Regions from separate parts of the Mus musculus genome. Here region 1 is linked to region 2. Evidence: chromatin contacts called from public Hi-C data. All regions are on one chromosome and are shown on one strand. The core of a region is the stretch at or near the end of the contact, and the rest is flanking DNA. Distances in the headings are between cores, read along the strand shown.

What was found. A called contact is a pair of places that touch in the nucleus more often than the background predicts.
Region 1: a contact with region 2 is called in a Hi-C map of cortical neurons, with 4 times the contacts expected there. The contact joins two enhancer-like sites. A contact is called at or near these places in 4 of 484 Hi-C or Micro-C datasets (cortical neurons, embryonic fibroblasts, myocytes and 1 more) and 2 of 115 datasets of contacts at active chromatin or transcription factors (astrocytes and stem cell-derived neural progenitor cells).

What each region holds. Positions count from the first base shown.
Region 1 is chr13:111,409,512-111,412,534 of GRCm38.p6, forward strand. No RefSeq gene overlaps it. Among named protein-coding and RNA genes, the nearest start is that of Gpbp1, 79 kb to the right of the region's middle. Within about 2 kb of position 1,575, at least 13 of the 459 cell types and tissues checked have an H3K27ac peak or open chromatin away from gene starts, as enhancers often do. A contact at or near this core is called in cortical neurons, where this site is marked.
Region 2 is chr13:110,648,774-110,651,473 of GRCm38.p6, forward strand. The region is part of intron 1 of Gm41059 (a long non-coding RNA gene); the gene reads left to right. Among named protein-coding and RNA genes, the nearest start is that of Gm41059, 7.3 kb to the left of the region's middle. Within about 2 kb of position 1,263, at least 26 of the 459 cell types and tissues checked have an H3K27ac peak or open chromatin away from gene starts, as enhancers often do. A contact at or near this core is called in cortical neurons, where this site is marked.

The sequences.
Region 1 (3,023 bases), core at 325-2,824, 760 kb after region 2:
AGAGCTCTGGCTTGACGTGGTAGCATGGTACAGAGGCTGTGTTGAATGGCATTGCCCTTCAGAATGAACGCAGAGCTTGATGCATTGAGACCTAATCTTCAAGCTAGGAAACAAGCATTGAGGCTTTATAATTCCCTTTGAAGGATAACAACTCCTGGAGACAGGAAATGAAACACGTTCCCAAAATTAGCCTGCTGATAGGTGGCAGGTGCTGGCGCTGAGACACCCATTCCTTCTAAGACTTCTATCACTCAGCCATTTGAGTAAATGTCCCAGCTCCTGTATCCAGTAGGTGGGGCCCATTGTGTCATGTGCAGTCAAGTCACTGAGGTTTAAAAACTAAGTTTTGATGTCAGTGTAGCCTAACCAAGATCCTGTCACTACAGCGGCTGTAATATACTAACTGCTCCACCCTGTGTGTGTGCGTGTGTGAGCGTGTGTGTGTGTGTGTGTGTGTGCACACGCGTGTGCATGTGCGCGCGCTCGCACAGACTAGTTTAAGTAATTTTCTTGGAAACTTATTTGAATTCAAAATAGACTTGCAGCATTTTTGATAGATTGTGGGTGGATGGATGGACAGACAGACGGACAGTGAACGGGAATACTAGCAATGATCTAGCATGGATATTCGTGTCTTGGGAGCAAACCCCAGTTACACTTCTCCCTGCCACAAATCTATACCACAGACCAACACTAAGAAAAATATAATTTAGTAGAAGAAGGTGAAGTCTGGGATCTACTTCAAATCTGATTCAGGGGCACAATTTTCCTTAAGAGACACTCTCTAGAATGACTTCGTTTTATAAGTGAGGGAGGAGAGGTTACGGAACTCACTCAAGGTTGCATAACTCATGAGAGACCGCCATCATAACCCAGTGCTCCAAGCTCAGTTGGCACCTCTATTAGATGTTTTTACCAGAATATATCACCCAGTACCAACCATGTGAGTCCCGGAGACAGAGCTCCACTCTCTGCCAGCAGTGACCACACTCAGCCATCATATACAGCCAAATGTGGCACGTCTTTTCTCCCACAACTTAGACGGGGGAATCAGAAGCGGCAACTGAGAAGATATCCTGGCTTATCAGTCCCATCTTAAGCAGAGGAAACAGGATTAGAATGAAGCACCGAGCCAAATCCAGCACAGCTTTCTGACTGTCCAGTGCATCCTTCGAGACACTACAGGGTCATCCCTATGAGCACGCTCACAGGACCCCACCCCACCCCACCCCCCAGGGTTTACAATCCGTAACAGAGAGAGAGAGAGAGGCTGCCTCTCCCCAGAAGACTCAGTATGTCCTAAGAGGACCAAAGTTAGCAGTCTTTGAAAATGAACTGAGAGAGGTCCCTGCAGAAACACTACCTACAAGTGTGTGTGCTTGGAAAGCAAATCATGGAGCCAGGGAGGTGATGTGGAGGAAAACACAAAGCAAGCACAAAGATTTGAGTGAGGCTGGGTGCAGAGAAGCATCTTGAATATCAGGGCAGCTCTTTCTTGACGCTAGTCAGCAAACACCTCCTCTTTTACAGGAAAACAGCTTTGGAGCTCGAATGAATTTTTGCCGACAGTGTTTTGCCGCCCTCTAGTGTTCGATTTTTAATTTTAAAAAGGCATTTAACACACCTGGATTAACGTGGCCTTTCATCCCTTCCAGTCTCCTGGAAGTTAATGGTTTTTGGACTGTCATTGCACTAGGCAGATTGAATCACAAACGTCAGTTAAAGACACAAGTTTCGTTGCTGTTTACTAACACAGGATCTTAGTATATAGCTCAGCCTGGCCTTGATCTCACTATCTTCCTTCCTCATCCTCCCAAATGGAACATGCATGCACGATCATGCCTGGTGCATGTTATAATAGACTCTTATGAAAATGTAACATACACATATGAGTGAACATTGTGAACAATAAATATGCTGTACAGTTAAAAAGAAAGCTAGGGTGCTTTCATTTTGTTTTTCTTCACCAAAAATACTGCAAATATTTGAGAAGACAGACATGTTTGTCATCATGTAAACGTCACATAAAATGTACATTTATCAAGACATCATGTGGTACTGATAAATATGTAAAGATGTGTATACCAATTTTAAAATAATACTTCTAAAAATCTAATACTTACCTGACAACTTCTTAGCACATAAATGTCCTTTCTGGGTATAGAATTTCAGTTATGTGCTATGCGTGCATTCTTGAGATCTCATGTGCAATAAAAAGGATGGCCACAACACATAGCCCTGTATTATTCAGTTTAAAAGGAAATTTTTACAAACGTTCTTTCTGCCTCTCCCTCAGATACCACCCACTAAACTGGGTTGCTTGAGTCCCACAAGCAAGGAGGAAACTCGAAAGACCACATGATAAAGCCAGGCTGTAAGTCACTATCTGGGTTACTCTAATATAGTTTAAGAAGAAAGTAACGCTATGCCTGAGAGAAGTCTTCAGTGCTCCGGTGATTTCCCAACCAGATCAGGCATCTGGAGACTAGTGTTTTATGTATAGAACCTTGACCCCAGAGCTTTTGAAAAAGTAGCATCAAGATATATATAAAAGAGAGGCGAGTGCGAGGCGATGTTTCCTGCCATGATGATAATAGATTAAACCATTATCTGAAATGCAAGCCATTTTTTTTTAAGTAAGAATTGTTGTGGCCATGGTTTCCTCTTCCGAGCTATTGAAACCCAAACAAGGACAGGGTATACTTGGACTTGGACGAAGAACCATCAATGAGAAGAGGATGCTAGGTAGGGGACACCAAGGAAAGGGGCGCATGCTGCACACATGCCCCAAGGTCCTAGCGCTCAACCTTCTTCTGTGCTCTCTCATCAAACAACACACAGCCTGCCCCGTGAATTAGCTAACAGCAAAGTTATAGAAGGGATGAGGATGGAGAGCGTAAGACAACCTTGTCTGCCATCATGCCACTGTGGACTGCTGCCCGCCCTGCACTTATGATCACTCTTGGTAACCAGTAGTCAGTGTCTGCTGATAGATATATATACCAATGATCAATACACCACCT
Region 2 (2,700 bases), core at 13-2,512:
TTTGTCTTTGAGGAATCTCTAGCTGGGATCTTTCTCCTATGCTCTCATAATTCACTCTTTCTTGTTGTATCTCTAGTCCAAAGTAACTGTTGCAATGAGGTCTTTCCATCCTGTAAATGTCTTATCATCCCAGTCACTTCTCTCTTTTCAGCTTTCTGCTGATTCAGGTCTCTTAGCATTTACCATAACCAATACTTTTAGGGGACCTCCACAAAGGTGAAGGGTGTTTCTCTGTCTATTCATTGCTAAATCCCTACTACCAGGCATGTAGTAGGAACTCAAGGAATCTGTTTCATGAATGAATGCAGATAACATGTGTGCACGTGTGCTGAACCTCCTTGATGGAATATCTTACTTAATTTGACTACAATTCTCAAAACTGGCTTATATTTTATCGGGATGGTTCTGACTGGTATTGATAAGCTGTTGGCAAATAAGTTGGCATAGGAGAGCAGAGTAACTGTAGAGAGGTGGCAAGGAGTCGTCAAATGTTTAGCAAAACCCCTCAACAAAATAAGAACAGAGAGCGAGAGACTGAGCAAGCTTACTAATAAGCTGCTGAGTAGCGGTCACTGTCTTTAGATGATATAGGTTCATACTTAAGGGCTGGACTTTATTGTACCTCGATTGCAGATACTAAAGCAGCCAGCATGGCTTCACAGTGACTCTTGCAAACAGCAACCTGTCAGTTTAATACCTGACACTTAGAAAGACATGCTTTGTACCTGGAGAATCAGAACCTGAGAACTTCATCAAATATCCTGAAGCATGTGACACATCATTAACAGTTTTTTGATATATTATAATTACCCAGGGGCCAACTACTCACTCTGTGTGTGTGTGTGTTTCAGATAGATATCTATATCTCTAATATGTTAAGATAACATGATAGATAAAGGATTTACAAAGAAACTATTAAGTTTTTCTATTACCTGAATGAAGAACTTGAATTATGGTTTTGTTTCTCCTGTTTAGAAAACAAATGAAAATATTAAGAACCATATCTTTTTCTCTGCCTAAGGTAAATTTTAAGAGAAAGAAAAGGGGGTAGAGGAAATAAGGAGAAATCGCAAAGTATAAATACCACCCTGAAGGGTGCATGAATTTCATAAATAATTTCTTTAAGTCCCATAACATTCTGAGGACTGACTCTGACATTTTTGGATTTGGTGTGTAATTAATTTGACAACATAAGCCCATCCTTTGGGTTGCCCTGGAAACCAATTTTGGTAACATAAAGAAGTGCTAGCTGTTAATTGGTATTCAGAGTTAGTAGCTGGTGTCTTTGCTTCTGTCTCCATGGTAACCTAGCTGTCACGTTTTTATCCCTAACATTGTGGTAAGATTTCAGATGCATGAGTCTTAATGCACATGTCTGTAGTCTCTGGCACAGTGTCTTCTTCTTATCTGTGATTGTGATCATTTGGAAGATGTTAGGGTTGTCGTTGAAAAGTGGTTGCTCTGGGAAATTTTATTTCATCAGCTCTTCTGACCTCCACATGGTGCAAGAATCCATAGCATCCATTTTGGAAGATGGATGCATTTATTTGTGGTTGTTGGTTGTCTACACTCTGTGTGTGTGTGTGTGTGTGTGTGAGAGAGAGAGAGAGAGAGAGAGAGAGAGAGAGAGAGACAGACAGACAGACAGAGACAGAGAGAGACAGAGAGAGAGACAGAGAGAGAGACAGAGAGAGAGACAGAGAGAGAGAGACAGACAGAGAGATAGACAGAGAGAGAGACAGACAGAGAGACAGACAGAGACAGACAGCGACAGACAGAGACAGACAGAGACAGACAGAGAGAGAGAGACACACACAGAGAGAGAGAGAGAGAGAGAGAGAGAGAGAGAGAGAGAGCTGAGTGTTTAAATATAAAAACAGGGTAATGATGTATAAATTAGGAATGGTTGCTCAAGGCTGTTTATCTGAGAGTAGAGATAATATTACATTTGAGGAATAAATGCTAAGTTAGAGAAATGAGACATTTCGTGTTTTGAAAGAGTATTCTCACATTGTGTTTGGATAATGTAGAGATACCTCATGAACTTAATGTGTAGCAATTTCTTCTTTATCAAAATGCAAACCCCCACTATTTTTAATTATCTTTCCTCAGTTTTTCTACTTATTAAACTGTACTTTGATTTTACTCTTTTAAAATTTCACTCATCTTTTCTAAATCCTTGGATGTAATACAGTTATTTACTAACCATCAATGACTAGCTAGGCAGTTGGTCAATCTGGAAAATTATGCTAGAGATATATGAAATGGTTTGGACACTGTAACAGTTAAGTTACACCTTTTAAGACCAACATCCAGACTGAAATAGATGCAGCATTATCTTTCAACATGAGGTTTAAGTCTGGCCTTTCCATAAACCAGTTTTTAGACCACTAGGGGAAGAAAAGTACTAGCAAAATTTAAAACACAAATTAAAAACAAAAACAAAAAAACAGTATGATCAAAATTATGGCCAAAATCATTATGGCTAACTGAGTGCATGGGAGGTCAGTGGTGTCACTTGTTTCACCATGTAAATGTTCTTACCGTGGCTCATTGCATACTTGCTTTATGGAACTCTGCCAAGACATTAATGTTCATCTCTCACAAACCAGCTCTAAAATAATACCACTTGTTTCAACCATTTTTGTGAAGTTTTGATAAGCTTTCCAAGATGAAATGCCAGCCTCAAAGATTCAGCTT